Regions from separate parts of the Sus scrofa genome. Here region 2 is linked to region 1. The links are chromatin contacts, called in public promoter capture Hi-C maps. All regions are on one chromosome and are shown on one strand. Each heading gives the region's core, a stretch centred on a gene start, on an enhancer-like site or on the middle of the called end of the contact. The rest is flanking DNA. Distances are from core to core; before and after follow the strand shown. Region 1 holds the start of CFD (complement factor D). Region 2 has its middle 25 kb from the start of PTBP1.

Region 1 (5,766 bases), core at 1,196-3,695:
CGCAGTCCTTTTGGACTGTCCACTTCGTGTGCTCCCACAGGCAATGTGAAAGTAGTGAAGGTGGTCGGGGAGTTCCCGCTGTGGTGCAGTGGGTTAAGAATCTGACTGTAGCCACTCGGGTCACTGCTGAGGTGCAGGTTCTATACCTGGCTCAGTGGGTTGTTGCCAGCTGCAGCTTGGATTTAGTCCCTGGCTAGGGAACTTCCATATGCCACTGGTGTGGCCATTAAAAAAAATAATAATAAAAGGTTCAGATGCAGGAATGGATGACTTTATTGCTAAGCCTGGTGACCACCGCCCTGTCCCTTAGGTCCTCCTTAGGCGGCTGCGCTGTCAGCCATCACTCCGTCGATCCAGGCCACGTAGCTCGCCAAGCGCGTGTAGATGCCGGGTTTCTTGCGGTTGCCGCAGACTCGGGAGCCTGAGGTAACCACTCCCTCGGCCACACCCCCGCACACCAGCGGGCCTCCGGAGTCGCCCTGCGTGGGGCGGGGGCTTGAGAGCTGGGTCCAGGCCAGGCTCAACCTGAACCTGCTGCAATTCCGCTCATCCCTACAGCCCCAACAGGCTCTCTCGCTCAGCAATCTTCCCAGGCCCAGCCCATCAAGGCGCCGCCTCCCAACTTTCAGCTCTGCCCCTCAAGCTTTACTCCGCCCTTTGTCTGAGTTCAGCAGCCCCCGCCTCCGACCCTGCCCCATTCCTAGCCCTCTCCATGCCCGCCCTGGCTTTGTCTTTATCTGCACCCTCTCCCAGATCCCACCTCCCCTCTCAACTCTGCCACGCCCACCCAGCCCTCACTTCTCAGGCCACGCTCACGCTGTAGAGCCTGGCCACTCTCTAAGCTCCCCACATGCCCGCCCCCTCTCAGCCCTCCCGCCCTCGCACCTTGCAGCTGTCCCGACGGTTGCTCTCCGCGCACATCATGCGCTCGGTGATGGTGCCATCGTGGTATGTGCGCAGGTTGCAGGTGGTGCGGTCCAGCACCGGTAGGAGCAGGTGCTGCAGACGGTCGGGCCGGCGGCCAGTGTGACTGACCACTCCCCAGCCGGCCACGTCGCAGAGCGTGCCTGCCGGAACCTCGTGGTCCTCTCGTTGCCAGGCAAGGGGCTGCACGGCAGGGCCCAGCTCGGCCTTCTCGGAGAGCTGAGGGTGGGGGCGGAAGCGAGCGTTAGGGGCAGCGCAGCCCCCAGTGCAGCTGGAGGGACTGCGGCTAGACTTAGCAGACCTTCAGCAGGAGGAGATCATGGTCGATGGTGTCAGGCTGGCTGTCTGGGTGGGGCACGGCGCGGAGCACGTCGTACAGGCGCTTCGAGGGCTCGGGCTGTGACAGGGAGTGCGCACCCAGGAGAACCTGCAGCTTCCCCTCGGCCCTGGAAGTGGAGTGGGCTCACATCAGAGCCATGTCCCCACCCGACACCCAATTCCCCCATTCCGCTCTTGGTCCTGGGCCACTCACACGTCCTCCAGGCAGTGTGCTGCACTCAGCACCCACTGCTCAGACACCAGGAAGCCTCCGCACACGTGCTTGCCGTTCACCTGCACCGATGCCATGTAGGGTCTCTCGTGGGACTTGGCCTCCTGGCCACCCAGGATCCGGCCACGGGGCTGTGCCACTGGAGGATGCAGGTCCGAGTGAGGGTGACTGCAGCCCAGACCTCAGATTCCCTCTAAGAGAGCGGCTCTGGCACCCTCAGACTGAAATTCCTTCCTTGGGATCCTCCCCAAAGAGTTGCAAACTCTGGGGGCCCAGGGAGGGATGCTGAAGAAGACAGACCGGGCGGTGGGGAGTGACAGTCTGGGGCAGACTCCGCGTACCTACACACTGGGCCCTAGAACTTCAATATAGACACAGACAAGTGGGGCTGATCAGACCCAACATCCTGCCAGCCGTTTGCTCCCAGCCTGGGCTTTCTGTTGTAGAACCAGAGGCTCTCTGAACTCACTAGATTCAAAGTTTTGAGAATTGCTTGGTTTTCAGAGCCTTCTGTTCATGTGGACCCTGCCCCCTCTCTGCCCACCTAGTGGGGCTGGAGGGCCATCCTCTTGAGCGGAGGGGTCCATGGCTGACTGCGCTGCAGGCTAGGGGCCCCCAGCTGGCACCCCAGTCCCGGGTCCACTCACCACATACAGCTGCTCCGAGGAGGATCAGGGCTGCCAGGTGCCCGGAGCGGTCTGCCATGATGCTGCTGTGGCCTCAACAATGGCCCAGGGCAGGGCTCTGGGGTTCTTTTATGAGGGTGGAACGGGGTGGGGGGGGAGCTCCCACAGGTCCTATCTGCCAAGTGGGCAGTGGCCCAGCTGAACAAAGGGAAGCCGTCCACGCCCTTCTCTCCCCCCACTTCCCCCGCCACAGTGCTGTGATTATCTTCCCCTAGACTTTGTACCAAGAGTAGATGGGCTGCTGGACCTGCCTGCCACCTCTGTCATTCTGTGGGAAGAGCCCCTCAGGATGGGCGGTGGGCAGAGCAGAGGGATGGACCCACCCACCCACCCACCCTGACCCCCAGCCCAGTCTCCCAGAGTGCCCTTCCAGCCCCAGAGTTTCGCAACAGCAGCTGGAGAGCAAGCCCAGTTTGTAAACAACCCACTTCCTCATTTTCTGCCCCTCCCTTCTTTCCCTTCCTCCTGCAACTTGGAGCTGAGGTCGGGTGGGGGGGAAGGTCATCCAACGCCCTTGTCCACATTGCTGTGACTCTGGGGCTTGACACCCTTTAAGTAGAATATTGTTGATGAGTAGGGACAGCTGGAAAGACTGTTGCATACAAGTGACAAAAAAATGGAGTGTAAGGGGCTGGAACCTTCAACAAGAAAATTTAAATGGAAAGTTTATGGGTCTACCTTCAGGTGTAGCTTAATCCAGGCACCTGAACAATGTTTTGTTTCTTTTTTTCCTCCTTGATGGGTTGTCTCCTCAGCAGTCTCCCCTGTTGTGGCCTCAGGGGCCCTAGACTCAGACCAATGGCCCAGTTATTCCCTCTGCCAATTCCCCATCACTCTAGCCAGCATCTCAAGGCGGCCTCTGATTGGTTGAGTTTGGATCTCATGCCCCTAAAGCAGCCATTGTGGGTTGGCAGGTTCTGATGAGCAGAACCTGGGTCACATGGTTCTCTGTAAGCTGGGGATGGTGGGTCAACATCTCATGAACCTCTTCGGGGGAGATGCTGTGTGTAACCACAAGGGTGGGGAGGACCGTGAACGTCCCCAGGAGGAACAGTGCATGGTATTTTCTCCTTTCCTTCTTTTTTCTTCATGGTGGACCATTTCACACATACAGAGAAAAATAGAAAACAGCATAACAAATGCAATTTGTTAGACCCTAAAATGTTTCCTTGCTCAAATCAGAAACTCTAAAACAAAAGCCCATTGGAATGTGGAGTGCAGATTATGTAAGTAAAAGGATTGGAAATTGCAGCAAAATTTGGAAATTACCCAAAAAGACAGAATGGTTCAGTAAATAACCCTGCAGATCCTGGGATGCTTTGTTGACATGGAAAGACCGCCAAGATATCGTATTAAGTGGAAAAAGCAGTTGTAGGGCAGTGGGTCACCTGCCTGAGCAGCTGGCCCTTGTGGGGAGAGGTGTTCTGAGGACAACCTTAGGGAGAAGCTGGAAGGCAGAGGGAACAGCACTAGTTAAGACCCTGAGGTGTCCCAAGGCAAAAGGTTGGGGAAGTGGAGGAAGGATTGTTTCCGTACCCAGTGAGGCCGAGACTGGCCTGGACCCCAACCCCTGATTGGGTCCTCCCCAGACAGTGCCTCAGTCTTCCCCATGGGGAACTGAGAATCAGAGAAACAGTGAGCAATTTGCCCAAAGTCACAGAGCTGGGACTCGAACCCAGGCCCTGGAGCATGACTTTACAGTTCTTTGCATCTCTACTTCCTCGCCTGTAAAACAAGGCACTTATATAAGAACTACTTTAGGGGCTGGAGCCAGAAACAGATGAGTGAAGATTGCAAAGATTCAGAATGATCCTTGTGACTCAGAATGAACACCTGCTATAGTGCTTTGCATTCTTGCCACCTGCAACAAGAGTCTAATGACATTTTATAGGAGGGGAAGCCAGAAACGGCTACTGGTATCCTTTAGTGAAGTATGAGGAAGGGACTTTTTATCTTGGTGCACTAAATTTGCTGCTACTTGGTAGCAGCGTACTTGTGACATGCTCAAGACATTCACCTGAGGACTTCTGACACTCAGTTGCACAACCAACAAACACCCAGGCACATTCTACAAAACAGGGTTTTTATTGTGTCAGATGCTGCATGATGCTGCATGGGAAGAGCCCAGCCGGGGGGAGTGGGGTAACAGGGGCCGCCTTTCTAGAGGGTCCTGCCCACAGGGATCCTGGGGTGGAGAGGCGGGCTGTCATTATCACCATAGCGTCGGATAATGGAGTTGATCCAGTCTGCAAACTTGGCGGTGGAGGCAAAGGTGTCTGGGAAGAGCCCAGAGCCACAGCCCCCCCGGATGAAGGAATCTATCCCCTGGACCAGCCCATTGCAGACCAAGGGCCCGCCGGAGTCCCCCTGTGGAAGCAGACAAGTTTGGGAGGCTGGGCTTTCAGGCCCCACCCTAACATCCCCACCCACTGCCCTTCAGGAGCTGGAAGTTCTTCCAGGGGTCTTGGTTGCTGCAGCCTGGGTGGGAGCAAGGGGTGGGTTGTGGGAACGCAAGATACGTACAAAGCAGATGCCAGCCTGCCGGCCTGGTACCAGGGTGCACACATTGGTGGGGCGGCAGAGGGCTGTCACCACAGTCACATTGAGCTGCTGCAGGACTCGGGGCGGTGGCCGGTTCGTGCCCAGCTGGCCCCAGCCCATGGCCAGACATCGCACCCCTTCCCCCACGCCTTGGTCCTGAGCAGGTAGCTGGGCCACCTGCACGTTGCTATTGATGAAGGCAAATCTGTTGAGCTGCAGCAGGTTGTACAGAGCAGTGGCAGGTCACAGGAGGCAGTGAACAACAACCTTCATCTTTCTGGGCCCCAAGTTTTCCCCCACCCAGGGCTCCACCATGGTCCTGGGATATCTGAGAGCCAGATATCCACCCTGCAGGATGGTTCCCACCCTTTCCTGTTTGTAAAGTGCGAGCAGCCACTGTGACCCAGGGCATCCCCAGACATGTTTTGAGTCCAGTAAACAGTAGGTACTCAAGAAAACAAAACTATGGGTAACACCACCAGCAATAAAGCCATTGTTCTAGAACTTTACAGAAAATAACCATAGCTATTCAAGCAGTGGGGAAGGACAGTTCTCTCCCTCCAGTCTCCTATTCACATGAACGTGGAGAATTTTGACCCTATTTCCACGGACCAAGAGGTCCCTGCGCCTCATCCCTGTGGGCTCCAGAAATACTATCCTTATTGATTGACAGTTGCTCAGAGCTTCCCTGCTGTCCTGGCATCTGACTTATTTCCGTCTCACAGAGGGGAAGACTGAAGCACAGAGAGATGGGACACCAGGCCTGTCCTCACCGTGTCCCCAGTCTCCTGCCCATGCTCCGCCCTCCCCAAACTAAGCTGGGCCTTTGCACCTGCCAGTTCTTCCCCACCCGCGCCTCGCACCTGGAGAACCACAATGTCGTTCCGCAGGGTCATGGGGTCGAAGCCGTTTTCAAAGACCCGCTGGATTCTGAACTTCTGCCTGGTGGACTCGCCCCGTCGCAGGTTGTGTGCCCCCAGAACCACGCGCACGGACCGAAAGTTTCTGGGGCAGGAGGAGGCGATTGAGTCGTCACCCGTGCGGGCGCAGGGGTCCCATAGAGCC
Region 2 (5,766 bases), core at 934-3,433, 76 kb after region 1:
AGGGAGGGAGTTACAATTGTGGCTCAGAGGTAACAAACCGGACTAGTAACCATGAGGATGCTGGTTTGATCCCTGGCCTCTCTCAGTGGGTTAAGGATCCAGCGTTGCTATGAGCTGTGGAGTAGGTCACAGATACAACTCAGATCTGGTGTTGCTGTGGTTGTGGTGTAAGCCAGCAGCAGTAGCTCTGATTTGACCCCTAGCCGGGGAACCACCATATACCTCAGATATGGCCCTAAAAAAAAAAAAAAAAAAAAAAATTCTGATTCTCAGGAATTCCTATTGTTGCTCAGTGGAAATGAATCTGACTAGCACACATGAGGATGGAGGTTTGATCCCTGGCCTTGCTCAGTGGGTTAGGGATCCGGCATTGCCATGAGCTGTGGTGTAGGTTGCAGACGTGGCTCAGATCTGATGTTGCTGTGGCTATGGTGTAGGCCAGCAGCTTCTGCTCTGATTCAACCCCAGCCTGGGAACCTCCATGTGCCTCGAGTGCTGCCCTAAAAAGACAAAAAAAATTTTCTGATTTTCAGAGTTCCCTGGCGGCTCATCAGGTTAAGGAGCTCTTGTTGTCACTGCAGTGGCTCAGGTTAGCTCCCTGGGCCTGGGAACTTCTGCATGCTGCAGGGGTGGCAAAAGAAAATGTATATGAATTCCCCCTCCCCCCTAAAAAAAAGCAAGAAAGAAGAAAAGGAAAAAAAAGGAAAAATTGTAGCCCTGGGTGGGCCTGGGGATGTGTCTGGTGGAGAAGCACGTGGGCTGAGACTTGGGTGGGGATCCAGGCCACCCTCCCAGGCTCTCTTTGTCAGTGGTCGGTGGAGCAATCAGAAAAAGCAAAAAAAAAAAAAATTGGAGATGAAATTCACATAATATAAAACAGTACACTTAAAGTGTACGGTTTAGGTATTCCCATTGTGGCACCGCAAAACGAATCTGAGTAGTGTCCATGAGGATGCAGGTTTGATCCCTGGCCTTACTCAGTGGGTTAAAGTATCTGAAGTTATGATGAGCTGGGGTGTAGGTTGCAGACCGGGCTCAGATCCTGTGTTGCTGTCGCTGTAGTGTAGGCCGGCAACAGCAGCTCCGATTTGACGCCTAGCCTGGGAACTTCCATATGTCACTGGTGCAGCCCCTACAAAGCAAAATAAATAAATAAATAAATAAAAGTGTTTATTTCAGTGGCAGTTAATGTATTCACATCGTTGTGCAACCATCACCTCTAATTCCAGAACATTCCATCTCCCCAAAGGAAACCCTGTTCTCATCAGCAGTTACCTCCATCCTGTCCCCAGCCCGTGACAACCAGGAACCCACTCTCTGTGTCTGTGGATGAGCCTGTTCTGGACGTTTCCCATCCATGGAATCCCACACTGGGTGTCCTTCTGTGTCTGCTTCTCTCACTGAGCATCGTGGTCTCCAGGTCCAAGCACGTGGTAGCGAGTGTCAGTGCCTCTCTCCTCTTCAGGCTGAGTGGTGCACCCATGTGTGGAGGGACCACACTGTTCACACTGTTTATCCGTCATCTTTTTTTTTTTTTTTTTGTCTTTGTGCCTTTTCTAGGGCTGCTTCCCCAGCATATGGAGGTTCCCAGGTTAGGGGTCTAATTGGAGCTGTAGCCGCCGGCCTACACCAGAGCCACAGCAACGTGGGATCCGAGCCGTGTCTGCAACTTACACCACAGCTCGCGGCAACGCTGGATCCTTAACCCACTGAGCAAGGCCAGAGATTGAACCCGCAACCTCATGGTTCCTAGTCGGATTCGTTAACCACTGCGCCACAACGGGAACTCATATCCATCATCTATTGATGGACATTTGGGTTGCTTCCACCTTTCGGCTGCTATGAATCTTGCTGTTGTGAACATGAGTGTACCAGCTTTTGTTCAAATACCTCTTTTCAATGATTTCGGGGTAAATATCTAGGAACAGAGCTTCAAGACCCCCACTATTTAATGCCCTGGAAGGTGGGCACTGATCACCAAGTGGACACCCTGCTCCTGGCTGACCACTCCAGCTCCTCCCAGCACCCACCACCCCCATGAGAAGAGCTGAGGACCCAGAGTGGACACAGGAGCCCCATGCGGGGGTTAGGGCCCAGCTGCAGCATCCGGTTCAGGCCAGGCCACCCCGGTCCTCCAGGAGCCCCCTGCGGGTGGCCACGTCCTCCCTCCACACTGTGTGGTTACATGACTGACCTTTCAAGGCTGCTGTCCAGATTGGATGAGACATAAACACTGGCGTCCCTGTCCACAGCCTTTTCCATCTGACTTGGCAGGAAATGAGGTTTTGTGACTCAAAATTGAGGATTTCATGCCAAACCTACAGATCTGCTCAGGAAAAAACCCCAAATCTGTATTGTCCAGGAATATCCCTTCCAAATCAGGGGCAGAAGTGCAGGGCTGGGGCTGCCCCAGGTGACCCAGGACCAGTCAGGTTGCTTCTGGGAACCCTGGTCTCTTTATCTGTGAATGGAACCATCTCACTCCCTCTGCCCCCTTGTGGAAAAGCCGATGCTACTGTTGGCATTCTCTCTCCCTGGTGACTCACAAGCTGAGCCTCCCTGCCTGTAAAATTTATTTCTAATTAAAACATTTAGGGTTTTTTTTTTTTTAATTTTAAACAAGTTAGTTTGTCCAAACAGACCACAAGGAGAGTCAAAATGCAAAGCACAGACTGGGAGAAGATACTCGAAATGCATAAACCAATGGAGGTCTGGGGTCCAGAATATGTAAAGAACTCTCACTAATCAACGACAAAAAACCAAACAACCTGACTGAACAAAAGGGGCCAAGGACCTGACCTGGCAGGTCCTGAAGACACCCAAATGGCTAATGAACTCGTACTTGGGTAAAAGCCCACTGAGGGGCCACCTCACTCCGTGACCATTGAAACCAAACATGGACAACACCAAGTGCTGGGCAGCACCCAGAGCAATAGGAACTTCCTAATGTCATGGACGGGAATGTGAAAGGGGGAAGCCACTTTGGAAAAAGGTCTGGAATCTAAACAGACATTTCTCCAAAGAAGATATACGAAAAGCCAAGAGGCGCATGAAAAAATGCTCAACATCACTGAGTATTAGAGAAATGCAAATCAAAACTACACTGAGGTACCACCTCACACAGGCCAGAATGGCCACCATTAACAAGTCTACAAATAACAAATGCTGGAGAGGGTGTGGAGAAAAGGGAACCCTCCTACACTGTTGGTGGGAATGTAAATTGCTACAACCACTGTGGAAAACTAAATATAGAACTACCATATGGGCATTCCGGTCATGGCTCAGTGGTAACAAACCTGACTAGTATCCATGACGATATAGGTTCGATCCCTGGCCTCACTGAGTGGGTTAAGGATCTGGTGTTGCTGTGAGCTGTGGTGTAGGTTGCAGATGCGGTTCATATCCCATATTGCTGTGGATGTAGTATAGGCCAGTAGCTGCAGCTCTGATTCAACCCCTAGCCTGGGAATTTCCATATGCCTTGGTGTGGCCCTAAAAAGACCAAAAAAAAAAAAAAAAAAGCCATCATATGATCCAGCAATCCCACTCCTGGGCCTATATCTACACGAAACCATAATTTGAAAAGATACATGTGCTCCTATATTCATAGCAGTACTATAAACAGTAGCTAAGACATGGAAACAAACTAAATGTCCATTAACAGGAGTTCCTGTCATGGTGCAGTGGTTAACGAATCCGACTAGGGACCATGAGGTTGTGGGTTCGATCCCTGGCCTTGATCAGTGGGTTAAGGATCCGGTGTTGCCATGAGCTGTGGTGTAGGTCGCAGACACGGCTCAGATCCCTCATTGCTGTGGCTCCGGCATAGGCCGGTGGCTACAGCTCCGATTAGACAGACCCCTATCCTGGGAACCTCCATATGCTGCGGGAGCGGCCCTAGAAAAGGCAAAAAGACAAAAAAAATAAAAATAAAAAAATAAATGTCCATTAACAGATGAATGGATTAAGAAGTGTGGTACATATACACAATGGAATACTACTCAGCCATCAAAAAACAAAATAATGTCATTTGCAGCAACATGGATGCACATAGAGATTCTCATACTAATGAAGTAAGTCAGACAGAGAAAGACAAATATCATATGAGATCACTAATGTATGGAATCTAAAATATGGCAGAAATGAATCTATCTACAGAAGAGAAACAGACTCACAAACATAGAGGACAGACCTGTGGCTTCCAAGAGGGAGGGGAGAGGGATTGGGATGGACTGGGAGTTTGGGGTTAATAGATGCAAACTATTACACTTAGAATGGATAAGCAGTGAGATCCTACCATACAGCACAGGGAGCCACATACAATCTCTTGGGATAGATGGAAAAGAATATAAGAAAAAGAATGTGGCAGTTCCCGTCGTGGGGCAGTGGAAACAAATCCGACTAGGAACCATGAGGTTGCAGGTTCAATCCCTGGCCTCGCTCAGCTGGTTAAGGATCCAGTGTTGCTGTGAGCTGGAGGTAGGTCACAGACACAGCTCAGATCTGGTGAGTTGCTATGGCTGTGGTGTAGGCCAGCAGTCGTAGCTTTGATTTGACCCTAGCCTAGGAACCTCCATATGCTGCGGATGCAGCACTTAAAAGAGAGAGAGAGAGAAAAAGAAAAAGAATGTATATGTGTGTATATATGTGTATATATATGTATATATACATTACATATATATATATTATATATAACGTGTATATATGTGTATATGACTGGGTAACTATGCTGTATTGCAGAAACTGACACAACATGGTAAATTAAGTATACTCTAAAAAAAAATAATAATAAGAGCTGTTCCCATTGTAGCTCAGCAGTAGCGAACCTGACTAGTATCCTTGAAGATACTAGTTCGATCCCTCGCCCCGCTGTGAGCTGCAGTGTAGACGGCAGAGGTGGCTTGGATCTGGTGTTGCTGGGGCTGTGGTGTAGGCCAGCAGCTGCAGCTCCAATTAGACCCCTAGCCTGGGAACCTCCGTATGCTGCGGGTGCAGCTCTAAACGAACAAACAAAAAGAACAGAAGAAGAAGAAAAAGATCTAGGAGTTCCTGTCATGGCGAAGCAGAAACAAATCTGACTAGGAAACATGAGGTTGTGGGTTCAATCCCTGGCCTTGCTCAGTTGGGTTAAGGATCCAGCATTGCCATGAGCTGTGGTGTAGGCCCAGCTCCAATCTGGCATTGCTGTGGCGTAGGTGTAGGCGGGCAACTGTAGCTCCAATTAGACCCCTAGCCTGGGAACTTCCACATGTCTCAGCTGTGGCCCTAAAAAGCAAAAAAAAAAAAAAAAAAAAAAAAAAAAAATCTAGAAGCACCTTCCTCTTCTTTTTCCCATTTTTGGTGGCCCCATGGCACATGAAGTTCACAGGCCAGCAATCAGAGCAGAGTCAGAGTTGTGACCTATGCCACAGTTGTGGCAATGCCATATCCTTAACACATTGTGTCAGGCTGGGGATTGAAACTTCATCCCAGCACTGCAGAGATGCCCCAATCCTGTTGCACCACAGCAGGAACTCTTGAAAGTGTCGTCTTTTAACTGAGATGTAAGATATAATCACATTCCATATATATATATATATATATATATATATATATATATATATATTTTTTTTTTTTTTGGCCACAATTACAGCATGAGGAATTTCCTGGGTCATGCACCACAGCAGTGACAGCACTGGATCCTTAACCTGATGAGCCTCAAGGGAACTCCCAATAAAACTCGTTATTTTAAAGTGGATCATCCAGGGGTTTTAAGTCTATTCAGAT

The links. Promoter capture Hi-C pulls out the DNA fragments that hold promoters and counts their contacts.
Region 2: a promoter capture Hi-C map of fetal liver shows a contact between it and region 1, with 2.1 times the contacts expected there. The contact joins the enhancer-like site here to the promoter of CFD in region 1. A contact is called at or near these places in 3 of 5 promoter capture datasets (fetal liver, fetal skeletal muscle and liver), 22 of 47 Hi-C or Micro-C datasets (alveolar macrophages, blood, brain and 11 more) and 2 of 2 datasets of contacts at active chromatin or transcription factors (alveolar macrophages and skeletal muscle).

The regions. Positions count from the first base shown.
Region 1 is chr2:77,509,543-77,515,308 of Sscrofa11.1, forward strand. It overlaps CFD (complement factor D), which reads right to left and starts at 2,446. Exons shown (of 5, transcript XM_013994801.1): 1 at 2,122-2,446; 2 at 1,457-1,613; 3 at 1,226-1,370; 4 at 886-1,143; 5 at 250-479. The coding sequence starts at 2,179. The coding sequence ends at 318. The region is part of intron 15 of MED16 (mediator of RNA polymerase II transcription subunit 16); the gene reads left to right. It overlaps ELANE (neutrophil elastase), which reads right to left. Exons shown (of 5, transcript XM_003122986.4): 3 at 5,565-5,706; 4 at 4,684-4,914; 5 at 4,227-4,527. The coding sequence ends at 4,321.
Region 2 is chr2:77,585,513-77,591,278 of Sscrofa11.1, forward strand. No RefSeq gene overlaps it. Among named protein-coding and RNA genes, the nearest start is that of PTBP1, 25 kb to the left of the region's middle. Within about 2 kb of position 2,184, at least 12 of the 83 cell types and tissues checked have an H3K27ac peak or open chromatin away from gene starts, as enhancers often do. A contact at or near this core is called in fetal liver and skeletal muscle, where this site is marked.